2 separate regions of the Ovis aries genome follow, and region 1 is linked to region 2. The links are chromatin contacts, called in public Hi-C maps. All regions are on one chromosome and are shown on one strand. The core of a region is the stretch at or near the end of the contact, and the rest is flanking DNA. Distances in the headings are between cores, read along the strand shown. Region 1 overlaps ABCA1 (ATP binding cassette subfamily A member 1). Region 2 holds the start of ABCA1 (ATP binding cassette subfamily A member 1).

What was found. Hi-C and Micro-C count contacts between places; a contact is called where the count stands out from the background.
Region 1: a Hi-C map of muscle shows a contact between it and region 2, with 2.3 times the contacts expected there. The contact joins the enhancer-like site here to the promoter of ABCA1 in region 2. A contact is called at or near these places in 5 of 16 Hi-C or Micro-C datasets (hypothalamus, mesenteric adipose tissue, muscle and 2 more).

The regions. Positions count from the first base shown.
Region 1 is chr2:18,150,721-18,158,218 of ARS-UI_Ramb_v3.0, forward strand. All of the region lies in intron 7 of ABCA1 (ATP binding cassette subfamily A member 1), which reads left to right. Among named protein-coding and RNA genes, the nearest start is that of ABCA1, 52 kb to the left of the region's middle. Within about 2 kb of position 2,446, at least 10 of the 54 cell types and tissues checked have an H3K27ac peak or open chromatin away from gene starts, as enhancers often do. A contact at or near this core is called in muscle and tail adipose tissue, where this site is marked.
Region 2 is chr2:18,096,694-18,103,792 of ARS-UI_Ramb_v3.0, forward strand. It overlaps ABCA1 (ATP binding cassette subfamily A member 1), which reads left to right and starts at 5,622. Exons shown (of 52, transcript XM_060409002.1): 1 at 5,622-5,693.

The sequences.
Region 1 (7,498 bases), core at 1,196-3,695, 51 kb after region 2:
ACCCTTTCTCCTCATGCCCATAATCTTTGCCAGCATCAGGGTCTTTTCTAATGAGTCAGTTCTTTACATCAGGTGGCCAAAGTATTGGAGCTTCAGCTTCAGCATCAGTCCTTCCAATGAATATTCAGGGTTGATTTCCTTTAGGATTGACTGGTTTGATCTCCTTGCAGTCCAAGGAACTCTCAAGAGTCTTCTCCTTCTTGGCTTGAGGAGGCACTGTCGTTTCTCTATCGTTATCCGCTGTGGCCTGGCACAGTGGACAAGGCTCTGGCTTCTGTCCTGTAAGCTGGAGGGCTAGATCCCCAATCTCCTCTGTGCATGGGACTCAGCAGCTTTCATTCTCAGCCAAGATTTTAGGTCTCTATGGGTCTGGCCCTGTCTCACATTATAGCCACAGCAGTCCTTTTAACAGAAGCCCAGTAGGTACTAGGGCTTCCTTTGTGGCTCAGCTGGTGAAGAATCCACCTGCAATGTGGGAGACCTGGGTTCAATCCCTGGGTTGGGAAGATCCCCTGGAGAAGGGAAAGGCTACCCTCTCCAGTGTTCTGGCCTAGAGAATTCCATGGACTGTATAGTCCATGGGATTGCAAAGAGTCAGACACGACTGAGCACTTTCAGTCACTCACTCAGTAGGTGCTTTGGGGGACTTCAGAAGATCATTTTTCTGGACCTGCTGAATTGGGCGCTGAGGTAGGTGGGGACAGTTGAGGGAGGTCTTTCAGGCTTTACTTAGGCTGCCTGGTCACACATTTCCGAGGATGCCATGTATACCGCAGTCTGTGTGAATGGCACTTCCCGTGAGAACAGTGCTCCATGAAGCTGGGTGCCTTAACTCAGCTTCCCCTGATGAGGACTAGGTTTACAACTGGCTTCCCACAGCTCCTGAATCAAGGGCTTCTGTAATGCCTTCTCTCGAGAACGCAGCATCCTCTGAAGCTCATGAGAGCTTTGCCGGGAAAGAAGAGCAAGGAAGAACTTTGGGCACTTTGTCGCTGCACTGGAGATGTCCCTTTGGAAGACATCCCATATTGTTGAGGTCAAGGGTCAGAAGAGGGAAGGACTGAAGGCGAGGCCTGAGGCAGCACTGATCCTGACCTGGCTTTTGTCCATCCCTTCAGCAAGACTTTTGAGTGTCAGTGGTCTGGCTGTTATTTGCTATGTATTCATGTTACAAATCTGGCTTGTTTGGCCTTTTTGATGTGGCTCTGACCAAGAGTTTTGTGAAATAAGTCCTGAGGGTTATGCTGGAGTTTACTTAGGGAAATGGATCATAACTTTCTGGCTGTTGGGTTTACAGGTAATATTGAAAACTCACTGCATGGACCTTTAATTCTACTTTACTCTTTGAAAGTCAGAAAGACCTGATCCCCTGACGGCAGGACAAGCTTTAGTGACATGGCAAGGTAGCTGGCTGTGGCAGGGAGTTGAGGGAAGGAGGTTGTAAAATTATCATCTTGTAAACATCCACTTGGCAGCCAGACTGCCTTGGGCCAGATCCCGCCTTGCTGCTTAGTGACTGTGTGACCTTGGATAATTCTGTGTCTTTGTGTCTCAGTTTTCTCAAATGGAGTTAACAGTCCTCTCTTAGGTCTATCATGGGGAATCATGAGCATTAATAAGCATAAAGCATTTAGCACAATATTTGGCACATCATAAGCACCTCATTTATACTTCAGTTCATTGTATGACCATCATGTGAGATCGGGAATTTTGTTCCTCTTTGTGTACGCAATGGAGCTGAAGTTCAGAGAGGCTAAGTTATCTGCCTAAGGAAACACAGCTGGCAAAGGGCAGGAAGAGGACTAGAACTCCAGACTTTGACTCTCTGCTAGTACGTTATTACAGTCTATAGAGAGCAGCCAAGGGTAGCCAGAAAAACTTCTCAGGTCACAGGATACTGGGCATGGATGGACTGGGATCAGAGCGGAGACAAGAAGGCTTCCGAGAGAAATGCCAGACTTCCTCCTCTTCCTGGCTTCATGGTAATAGACATGGGTGGAACGTTCCCCAAGGCCCGTGTAGAAAGAACATCCTGTGACTCACAGCCACTTCTCCTTCCCTGCCTGACCCCTTTCCTTCCATATGAGCAGCTGCTGAAGTTGAGGCTGCAGCCTCAAACTTTGTTTTCTGTCTTTGTGGGGCCCCTCATGGGTCATCTTGGGAGATCAGATGACCCGTGTGTCAACATTATATCATCAAACTGGAAATCCTTGAAATTTTTGGCTGATTGCGGTTCATGTCCGTATGCACTTATCAGAAGTTCTGACTTGAGACCTTAGAGTTTCACAGTGTGGAAGTTCCCCAGACCTGTCAAAGCCAGGCAGTGTCTCAAAACCCAGCCTGTTGGTTTCCATCCAAGGCAGGGTCTGGCCCCAGCTCGGGCTGCCATTAGGGGAATGAAGCGCGGTACTGCTGTATGGAAATATTGCTCAAACTAAATTGAATCAAAGGTCAGCTCTGCCCAGACAAGAATAGAAAGCCCAATTGTACTTGACTACTGGACGGCATGTACCACACGGTATCAGACTACTTTAGAGAGTTCGGATTGTTAACCTCAAGAATAGTGTTTCATGTCTCTTGCTTTTCCAGTATGAGATTTATTTACCCTGTGGGTGGCAAAGAGCAATATGGAACTCCAGTTTGTTTCTCCTTGAAATCTTTCCATTTCTGGCGGTCTCATCACTGTTGCGTTTAGATATAGAAGGGCGATCTTAGAGTGACACTTTGCCCAACAGACTGAGTTGTACCAGGTAATGATGCCACTTTACATTTAAATATGTTATTACATTCAAGTCGTACAACGCCTTGGTATTATTATCCCCATTTTATTGGTGAGGAAACTGAGACTCACAGGTTATGTCTTTTGCCCAAGGTGACTGAGTAAAGCTGTGAATTGAATCAGTGTCTGTCTGATCTCCAGGTTCAGCATCTTTGCACTATCTCATGTTGCCACATTGCCTTATTCCACGAGTAGCATGGCCAGCTTTTGATGGCAAAATCATTATAAAGCATTTTAAAAGAATAAAATGATTTACTTAGTTCCTATATAGTTGAGAGAGCAAGGGTTTATAAGCCAGAGCTGATTGGGTTCAAATTTACCACTTGCTTGCTCTGTGGCCTTGAGCAGGATGTTAACATCTCTGGATCTGTTTCCTTATTTGAAAAATGGAAAAAATAATACTTTTCCCATAAGCTTGTTTTAAGGATTGTAGAAAATAAAACATATAAGTGTCTGATGCTCGGCACATGTTGATCCCCTTCCTCTGCCAACAAAGCACTACCATGTCCCTTAAGACGTGTTATTAATTTTAAAAATAGGAGAAACTTAAGCAATTTATACGTTATATATGAACAATTCTTCCTAATCCAGGCCTGGAAAGAACCCATTCTCAGCCCCTAATTCATAAACTTATCTTCCTTTCCCCTGTTCCCTGGCTTCTCAGGGCCCTGCAGGCTGATTCTGATCCCTAACTCATGGTGCTAAGAGCCTCTGGCCACATTTTTAGGCAGAACACCTGAATTCTTCCAACTCTTCTCTTTCTTCCCAGATCATTTGCTGTTGGCCCATTCTGTTTGATTTGGTCTTTCTGTTTCTGGTCTCTGTTTCCTCCTATTTTGATCTCACCTTCTCTCTGTTCCTTGCCTTTTCCGGGCATCCCCCCGCCTCCTTTCTACCTCCCTGGCCTTCAAAGGGGCCTGCCTCCACACAGTTGTTGTTGTTGTTTTTTTTTTGCTTTGTCTGATGATGGCTTCTTGTCTCTTCTTCTCTTTCTCTTTAGGTCCAGAACTCCCTGGGGCTAATGCTACCTCCCCAGTGTTATCTTTCTTTTCCTTCTGGGCCTCCCAAGACAGCCTGACTGTACCTCCCATGCCCACTGCGTTTACAGTGCTCCTGACCAGTGTGACCGGCTCACCCACTCTGTCCCTCTGGGGCCACAGTCTCCACTGGCTGTTTGGGGGCCTGCTTACCGTTCAGCTTCTTATCAGCTGTCATGAATCCTTGTTCCAGGGGCTCCTGGAACACATCTTCCACCGTGTCCACTTCTCAGTGAGACAGGTATGCCGTTGCCTTAGCAGACGGGTCCAGGAGAGATGTGTCAGGTCTCTTCCCACCCCCTGATTTCAGTGTTGACCGATTCCGGAGTGGCAGAGTGGGCTGGGAAGTTCACAGCTCTGTTCCCCTGACCTTCTGTCCCTGTCCTCTCAGAAGGCAAGGGCAAGGATCCTGTCTTTGTACAGCATCTCTTTTTATTACAGATTCCTGCCTTCAAGGAGCCCTGAGAAATATTACTACTTGGAACTACAGCTCTAGTGTTTTGACTTCAGTAGCTGTTTAGAAATTTGTTGATTAATTAATTAATCAAATTAATCAAATTCCGTTCTATGTAGAATAAGGACTATGTAGTTCCTGGAGCTGTGATGGTCCCGTGGGTCTCAGAAGACTCTGGCTTCCCCAGGACTTGCCATAAAAGATCAGGAAGCACAACCCTAAATATTGTAGTTTCTCTAAGGAACTCTTCACTTGTGTCAGCTAAGACCTTATCAACATTTGTTTTGTTTTGAACTTGTTTAATTTCTCCACTTGTATTTTCTGTTTGGGCAAATTCCAGTAGATAGTGAAGGACAGGGAAGCCTGGCTTGTTGCAGTCCATGGGGTCACAGAGAGTTGGATATGACTGAGCAACTGAACAACAACAAATATTCTCTTCCAGTATGTGTGAGTCAGTATTCAGGGCATTCTATACTGTCATTACTGTTTACCTAATCCACCCCCTAGTATAGCTATCTCCATTTACAGAAGAATGTAGGGTTGGAGAATTTAAGCCTCCAAGGGCCTGTAACTGGAAAATTCTGAAACTGAGATAGGAACCAAGTTAGCCAGACTCTAGAACTTGGAATCTTTCAAGAGTGTATCAGTATCCTTGGCAAGCCCTCACTGTAGAGAAGGAAACTTCTGGATTGGGAACCCTGGCCCAGATGAACAGCAGGAGTTCCCGAAGCTGTGTGCACCCCGGCTCCCAGCCTCCTCTAATCTGCTCTAAGGAGTCACCCCAGGGAGCAGCCAGGTCACCCTGTCTTACCCCCTTCTCCAGAATCCTGAACTTCCCAGGGAAGCCCTGGTTTTCCTGAGGAGGGTCCAGCTATCTCAGTGAAGTAGGCAGGAGCTATCCTTGAAGAAGAAAGTGGAGCCCTAGCATCAGAAAAACCCTGAAACAACAAAAACTACCCTAGAAGACACCTGAGTATGTTTGTTCCTAGCTCTTTTCTGGCGGAGAGATGTTTCCCAGTCATGTTTATACAAGGTCCTGCTTAAGCCGAGTAAAGCCAGGAGTGAGAATCTGGCCACAGTTTCTCTAGGCCGTTGCCCCTGGAATAGGGTCAGGGCTGGGAGACCCTTCTTGGGTCCTTTTAAGAAGAATATCTGGGTGTTGGAAGCTGACATGATCTTTCTCTACTTCTCTCTTCTCTCTCTCTCTTTTTTTTTTTTTTTATTTGCCTCTTCCACCCACTTCTCAAGCAGCTGATCGCTGTGGTTCCTTTTCATGTTAAACAAAAGAGACTACAGCGATCTTGTAACTGGAGCCGGGGACAGGAGGGCACTGACCGGGAGTAACCCCACTGCAGGCTCTGCTGAGGACTGCCCTCCTCCGCCTTCCTGGGCTGCTGCCCTGCCTCCTCGCTGCTTCTCCGCTGTGCTCAGGCAGGCTGGGAAGAAGCAGAAGGAACGCTAAGTGGCCCTGAGAGCATCCCCCCACATCCACCCCATGTATCCCCCTGGTGCAGTGATCCTCCCCGCCACACCCTTCTCCCCTGCCATGAAAGTGTTTCCTTAGCCTGCTCAGAGAGGCCCGGCCCTGAGGACTGGCAAGGAACTGAGGATTCTGTTCTGTTTGTCCTCAGCCCACAAACACACATTTCACTTGTTTTGTTCTTTGGACTCCAAGCTCCTGAATTGGTTTCTTTCTTTCTTTTTTTTTTTTCCCCTCCTTTTCTTTGCCCTACCTCCCTGCATACAAAGCAAAGCTCTCTGGAAAAGGACAGACCGCTGCTGGCTTCTCCAGGCAAAACCAAGGAGGCTGATTTCAGCTGATCAAGTATTTTGGTCCACATTGGAGTTATGGCAACAGGAGAACTCTTGGGGCCTTTTGCTGGATGGTGACTTTCAATCTTCTCTTCGGGCAGCAGGGACCCATGTTTAATTTAGTGACCGGTCCAGTTCCCTGATGACCATATTCTGTGACAGTGTTTATAGCCTCTCAGTTACCCTTGTAAACTCCTGAGGCTCTTTCCCTCCAAAAGACTACTTTCACTTTCTTGATCTTTGTTTTCACAACAACCTATGAATGTTACTAGCGCATCTTACATCTAAGGAAACTGAGACCCAGAGAGATTCAGAAACGGAGAAAAGTGAGGTTCACAATTGCACAGTTAGGAAACAGCTGAGCTGGGACCTGAATTCAGATATTCTAATGCCAAGTCCAATGCCGATTTAGCTTAATCCCAAGTGTACTTTTTAGTACCAACAATAAGACAATCCCTAAGATCTTCTATAACCCACACATTACAGATAGGAAAATCGAGGTCATGTCAGCTCACGTAGAAAGAGTTAAATGGCCAAGTAAGTGACTGTCTTTTCCATTAAGTGTTTTCTATCTAGTGTCCAATGACTGGTTTTTCTTACTAGTCATCTTCTATCTATGCCCATCCCTGCAGTGATGTTGTAGAGGTGATTATTCCCATTGATTCTCTGTAAAATGCTAGATTTCTTTATTCTTTTCTAAAGTTCTGATTAGGCAAACCAGTCAGCTTCAACCTTTTCTTCACCTTATAACAGTGTCAGCAGAAAGAATTCATAATTCTCTCTGACTCAGGAACTCAGCCAGGCAAATACATAACGCGCGCGTGCGCGCGTGCACGCACGCACACACACACACACACACACACACACACACACACACACCGTGGATCATAAATTCAATATTGACTTGGTTGGCAAAGTCACTTCTGTGTTCTTATCTATTCTGAAAGCATATACTTTAGGATCAGACTAGCACTGAAGCTAATGAGGTATCTTTCCTGAAAGTGATGATGGTATTAGCCATCTTTATTAGACCTTTATTGAGGACTTTCCTTGGTTCTAGGCCTTATGCTGCGACTTCAGGTACATTTCTCTTTTAACCCTCAGCTCAGTGCAGTGAGGTAGATGCTTGTCATCCTCATTTATCCTGTTATGGACATTTCTCATGCCTTGCTTCCAGCTCCCACATTCCTGACTGTCTTCCAGACCCTGGGCTGATGCAGCTGAGGAGGTTCACTATCTTGACCTAGTCCGTCTCACACGCATGTCCTGCTTCACCCATGCCTACGCACAGCAGGTCATCTCAGTTCATTACTTGATTCACTCTTTTGTGTTCATCATCCACCACTGACGGGATGCCTCCTCCGTGCCAGGCACTGCTGTCCTTTTGAGTAAGTCCTAGCCCTCAAGCACTTCTGT
Region 2 (7,099 bases), core at 4,372-6,871:
TACATGACCACTGGAAAACCATAGCCTTGACTAGACAGACCTTTGTTGACAAAATAATGTCTCTGCTTTTTAATATGCTGTCTAGGTTGGTCATAACTTTCCTTCCAAGGAGAAAGCGTCTTTTAATTTTATGGCTGCAGTCACCATCTGCAGTGATTCTGGAGCACCCCCCCCCCCAAATAAAGCCAGCCACTCTTTCCACTGTTTCCCCATCTATTTGCCATGAAGTGATGGGATAGGATGCCATGATCTTAGTTTTCTGAATGTTGAGTTTTGAGCCAACTTTTTCACTTTCCTCTTTCACTTTCATCAAGAGGGTAGTTACCTATTAATTTGAGTACTTAAAAAATATCTGTCTATAGTATTTCTCTCTTTCTCTTTCATCTACTCTCTACCCCATACATTTTTTATCTAATGAATTCTAATCCTCTCTCTTCTCTGTCCCTTTTGTCTCCTGCTTCTTGAAAAATAGCACAGCACCCATCACTCTCCTTCAATAATCTTACACAGGAGGCCAGGGATGGAGATGAGAAGGGATTTTCAAGTAAGGGAACTACATGAGATACAGTGTTTGTGGAATGGGGAGTGGGCAGAAGGAAGAAAGGAATGGGGAGATGGAGAAGATCCAAAGGCCTTCTGTGTCATGTTTGCAAAAGTCTTTGTAGGTTTTCTAAAGGGATTGTTTCTTTGTAAGCAATGGAGAACCATAGGAAGTTTTTTGGAGGGGAGATTTGATTAGATACTTTTTGGCTTTGTGATGATTTGATTAGATTTTTCCCTTCAAGCAAAAATCACACTCTATTGTGTTAGGAAAGGTAAATAGGAAGAAGAAGAAACTAAAGGCAGGGATAACAATTTGGAGGTTACCCAGAACTTTGGCTTGATTTTAGACAAATGAGGATGAAAAGGACAGGGCAGATTAAAGAGATATTTGGGAGATTCAAGTGGCTTGGGTGCTTTTTAGAATGAGAAGAAAAAGATGGGGACAGAGAGAGGAAAAGTCAAACAAGTATGACTATAATTTCCCACAGTCAATATGTGGATCCATCATTAAATGAAATTAAAACACAAGACGCATATGGAGGAGGGATATTAAAGGGAAGATTAAAAAACTGGCTTGAGATTTAGTTGCAGAATATCTTGTTCAGTGTTGTGCTGGTAAATGTTAAAACTGGCTTTCCAAAAAAAAAAAAAAAGAGAGAGAGAGAGAGAGACTGAAAGACAGGAAGAAAGGAAAGCCCTGATTGTATCAGATTTCAGTGGCGTTAATATTCCCAGGATGGGCTGATTGTAAGTTCACTCTATAAAAGTTACTTATTGCAGAGTTGGGGAAAGATATACATACACAGTCAGCAATTATGAGCTGGAATGAGCACACCACTGGTCTTGCTGGATGCTCCACGCTGTATGGGGGGGCACCGTCCTGGAGCACAGCAAGGAGGTGAGAGCTGGGGATACTCAGCTTACCTGAAGCCAAGGGAGTGGATTGTGTTAACAAAAAAAGAGAGAGAAAACCAGTATTGGGAGACATTATATAGGATAGAGAAAGTCAGGGAAAGAGTTATGAAAGAGGCAGGAGAGTCAGAAGAGAACCAGATTCAGGGAATTCAAGAGAACTAGATTCAGGAAGGAAGATGTGGTCAGTAGTGTTGAATACCAGAGATCAGGTAGCCCAGGGACTTAAAGGAGGTCATCAGTGCTACCCAATCAGTGGTCTTTCTGTGCTTGAGATATTTTCTATTTTTCTACATGAAAATACTTTATAGTGATAAGAATGAAAGCACATATACTGCTCTGTCTCTTTTTGAGAAAGTCATTAATTGATCTGGAAAGTGGTGGGGGCCAGAGTTTGCCTGAAATGGGCTGGAGACTGAATAAAACAGAGGGATTACAGAAGAGATTTTCTCAGCAGTTTGGCTCTTAAAAGCAGGAGAGCTTGAAGGGAGAAAGGTTAGAAGGATGGCTTTTAAAAAGAATTATAGTTCATTGATCAACCGGTAAATCAGGGGAATATATCTCTCTATAATCCAAACTAACAGGTTCATCTCAATGACAAGCAGAACAAACTCAGGACCAGAAGCAGTAATGGTTTTGAATCTTGCATGTGTCAATAAGAGTCACATTAATAAAGAAGGGGATTGCACTGGTCTGATTATATTGCACTTGTAATATTGAAAGCTTATGCAATACCTGGTTTACTTCACAAATAATGGTGATTCCCTTTTTCTTTTTTTTTAAACTATCTTTAGCTTGAAAATTTGTTTCTAACCATGTATTGGAATTAAACTGACTCAAATATGAACTGTAGGTCCTTTAATTCCACTTTACATAAAAGAAGAATTGTCTTTTTTTCTTCGTTAATTTTGAGACACCTGTCGTTCTTCAGGAATTCTCAAAAAGCCCAGCTATCAGGTCTTCTTAATTGTAACAAGTTCTGCTAAGGAAATTATTTTTAGAATACTTTCTGTTTTATTCTTCATTGACTTCCTATAATACTCTTTTTTTCTCCCAGAGTTTCCAGGAATCAAAAAGCATGGTATGCATACCAAAAATACATGTGTGGTGAAAATAATTTATATTTTAAATAATTTGTACGTGTACATTTATGTGGGGGCTTCCCTAGTAGCTCAGCTGGTAAAGAATCCTCCTGCAATGTGGGAGACCTGGGTTCGATCCCTGGGTTGGGAAGATCCCCTGGAGAAGGGCATAGCAACCCACTCCAGTAGTCCTTCCTCGAGAATCCCAATGGACAGAGGAGCCCGGCAGGTTACAGGCCATGGGGTTTGCGAAGAGTTGGACATGACTGAGTGACTAAGCACATTTATGTGAACCAGCTATAGAGTGTTATATATCAAAGCAATTTCCAAGCAAAGCCTTTTGGGTAATTCCTAATTTAAAAGGTCTCAATATAATGATAATCAGTAGAGCCATGGCCTCTACCAGGGTCTCTAAGGCCACAGCTACCTGAATTTTGTAATTAGAAGATGCCAGGGTCATCTCAGAGTAGAACTTCAAGACACTCAGGCTGCACTGACAGAATCAGCTTCTCCGGAGACAGCAACAAAGAAGGGCCATTCTGCTTGTTTGGAAAGAGTCACCTAGGGTGGAGACCTGGAGTGTTGGTGTCAGTGTTAGCAGGAACAGAAGGACTTGGGGGGAAGCTTACTGAAGCATACTCAGGAACAAATCAACCTGTGACATTTGAGGGAGAGAAATTCACACTTTTATACTCTCTCAAGGGACACATTCTTTTAACCTCTAACTTTTGAAATTCAGTATTTTTTTTTTTTTTCATATGAACCTGTCATACTCACAAAGTGTGGGCTTGATGAAGGCAGAATTAGGTGCTTGTGTCCCTTGGTCAAATCATTTAGTCTCTTTGGGGATTTAGGCTCTTTTACTGGTAGAAATGAACACAACTGATAAGCTTATTTCAGACATTACAGTGTGTGCTGAGAAGAGCAGATTCTTGATACCATAGGTTATTCTCAGTTAGAAATGATTACATTTGACTTTGGGGCCACAGACCTTTGTATTTAGAATCAATGGCTGTCTTCTCTGGTGCTTTCATCTCCTTCTTGGCCTCATCTCCTTTCTCCAACAGACTATCCTTGTCTCATGTGTACAGGACTTACTGTCACTCATTCCCCAGGAGAACAATCTGAGGGGTTACTTAAGTATGGTGCTCTTGGAAACTGTAGCCTTCAGTTTCAGAAAGAATGATTTTGGTGGTGGGATTTTAAGCACTGTTTTATAGGTGGATGGTGGGGTGGGGTGGGGCAGGGGATGGAGAGTCAGAGTCATAATCACTTCCACAAATCACACTTGGAGTCATAACACCTCCTCCAGGAACTTTCCTTTATATCTACAGGTCAGAGAGATTACTTTGAACTCTGCTAGACTTGGAATTTTAAAATTTTGGCATGGAAAATTCTTTATAGGCCATGGTTGGTACCAGAAAATGACATTAATAGGTGGCTATCAACAGGCTCTTAATTTTACAGAGCCATTCTTCCCAGGAGCTCAAATGAACAAAATTTACTTTCAGAAAACCTCAGTGAGTCAGGGAGAGCATATATATAGTCTCTTTTGTGGATAAAGAAACGGAGGCAGAAAGTTAGTGGATTATGTGGTTGTCAGATTTGACCCTGGAACCTAGGGACCAGGGTCTCCTTTTGTGGGCCCTGGGCTTCAGAAGTTTGACTCTGGCCCACCTCAAACTTCATCCCTCCCTAAGGATGAATGGTCCACAGGACCCAGGGGCCAAGTCACCAAGTTATGAGTAGCTGAGACCCCAGAATTGTCCTAAGGCCCTTAAGTGCTCTTCCAGGGCCTGCATGGGCCTCCTAACTGGATCCATCCTTAGTGTTGACAGAACCACTGACATGTGGGCCTGTATTCAAATCATGGTCTGGAGGGGCTTGTGCAGCTGGGGCTCCAGACACACACCTGCAGGTTCTTCTGGAATATGACAGAGCTGAGGATGGGAAGCAAAGTTGTCCAGGAGCCTGCTCTCCTGCTCTACCACTTTCTTGTCAAAACTCAAGTCAAAGCAAGTCTGGTCGTGAATCCACCCTTCCCAGTTGCTCCAAAGGTATCTCTGTCAAGTAGGAGGAACTTATTTTACAGTTTGTTAGCTTTATTTATGAGTTAAATATTGAGAGTTAAAGTATGTGGGCTCCCTTTGTACACTTGCTTCTGTTCCTCAGATGTTTCGGGCCCTCTTGCTCTTGACTGTCAAGGCCAAAGCCAGAGGAAGAAGCTGGAGAATTGGATGGTTATGTGATTTTCCAAGACTGCGATTCTCTAGTGGTACTTTGCAAATCTGTAGAAACCAAAATACAAGCCCACGTGTATTTATCTATTACTGCTGACTGACATGGTGAAAATAAAAAGGAAATTAGTCCACAATGCTGGGTTTTCTGTGGCCTCCTTCTCCCAGTTTGCTAAGGGAAGGAGCAAGACAGTTTTCAGGGGTCCTCCTGGGACTTGGGAGGCCCCAAATTGGGAACCCCAAAGGCTCTTGAATTCCAAAGTCAGGGTTTGCGGTGGAAAACAAAACCAGCCAGTTGAACAGAGGACTGTCCATCTTCTCCCCACTCTGGGCATTTAAAGGAAAAAAAAGACTAAAGGGTTGGCATCCTTAGGGGTTTTAGCCTAGCTTTCTCTTCCCCTTTCCTCTCCTCTCTCCGCCCCCAAGTCCCTCCAGCTGAGTAAATTAACAAAGGAAACAAAAGTTGCTGAAAGAACTAGTTTAGAGAAAGCGATTTTCACTCGTGCTGTTGGCTGCCCTGAACCTGGACTAGAGTCTCTGGAGGGCACAGTCCCAAGACCGCCGTTTGCCCCTGTTCCTGCGCTGGCGGGCCGGGCTGGGCCGAGCGGCGCGGACCTACGGCGGGGGTAGGCCGGCTGCACTCCGCCCCCAGCCCCGCGCGCCGCCGGACGTCGCCCGTTTAAGGGGCGGGACGCGGCTCCACGTGCTTTCTGCTGAGTGACTGAACTACATAAACAGAGGCCGGGAAGGGGGCGGGGAAGGAGGGAGAGAACAGGCTTTGACCGATAGTAACCCCAGCGCTCAGCGCCGCCGAATCTATAAAAGGAACTAGTCGCGGCAAAACCCCGGTAATTCCGAGGCAGAGTGAGTGCTGCCGGGGCCGGCAGGGACGCGCCGACACCTCTCTACCCCGGCGCAGGTGGGCAGAACAGGGGGCGCCGTGCAACCAGCGCCGCCACAGCCAATTTCTCGGGGCGCTTTGCTCCCTTTACCCCCCTTCTTTTCCGAAGGGTTTTTCAAGGGGTTGGGGAAAGAACCACAAACACAAAAGTGGAAAACAGGTAAGAGTCTCTTCAGCGACTTGGACGTTATTGTTTCGTTTCGGGCCGAGGGGACTTTGGGAAGCTCTGGGTGTCGGGGACTTTAGTCCGAACCCCCACATCCCCACCTCCTGCAGCACAAACGGGCTCGTAAATGTGGAGAGGACGTCCTAGGAGGAGCTCTGGCGACCCAAAGACGCGACATCGCTGCGCTCAGGGTTCGCCCGCGGTGGAGCTCGGGGAGCATCTCTGGGCGCGCGGAGACCCGAGCGCAGTAGCTGGGGCGCAGTGGAATCGGGGGGCTCCTGGTGGTGCTGGAGGCGCTGCTGCCGGAGTAGGGAGAATGGGAGGTCTGGCACTGAGCTATTCCCTTTGTTTGGAAGCGCCTGAGCCGGTTGGAACCCTCTCTGGCTGCGGCTCGGCCGGCGCCCACCGGGAAAAATGCCAGCCGTCAGAATCCCCTCTGTTCGTAAGGCGCTAGTCCGGGTTGGGCTCTGATCTGGGGATAGGTCCCCCGCGCCCCTGGACTGGAGCAGCGCTTTCTGGCTCACCAAGAATGCGACTGGGAGGTGTCCCAAACAGAGTCCTTAGCGCTAGTGCTCTTTTGAGGCCTCGGGGGCTTTGTTTGATCAGGGGGTTCCTGTTCCATAGTCTCCATACGCTTCCAGGAGGTGCTGCCTCTGACGCTGTGGGAGGCTGGGGATGGGGGTAGGGGAGACGGGCGGGGCGGAGGGACGAGAGTTTTGTTTCTTTAACAAACGTTAGAAGGGTCCCTGCGGAAACCTGGAGCTGAGGTGACCATTCCCCTGCCCCCCCTTCCCCCCATCTTCCTGCCCTTTGCTGAGTGTCTCTTGGAGCAGCTTCAGGGAGGGCATGGATGGGGAAGCTAGGGCGAGACGGTGCAGCAGAATGACCGAGAGTAACCCCGGCAGGCGGTGCAGAGCTCGCAGCTCCGCGGGCGGGCTGTGCTTCGTGGTGGGGGGAGGGAGGGCTGAGCGCCGGCTGCCGGTGGCCACGGGGGGAACTGATCCACAGCGCCTCCTGGCCGGGTGGCCTGGGAATCGGCTCCTTGGCCCGAGTGAGGCCAGGCTGCAAGAGGCTTTGTCGCCTGCTATGGTTCCGACCGAGATCCAAGGAAGACGGGTGATTGTAGACTGGGAGGAAACCTGGGGATCAGGCGAAAGTGCTTCTGCTTGTGTTTTAGATTGCTTCCCAACTCCCAGAGAGTTGCTAAATGGAAGGTTCTTGGGGTGTGCGTGGGCCAGTATTGTGTGTAGGTGCTTGT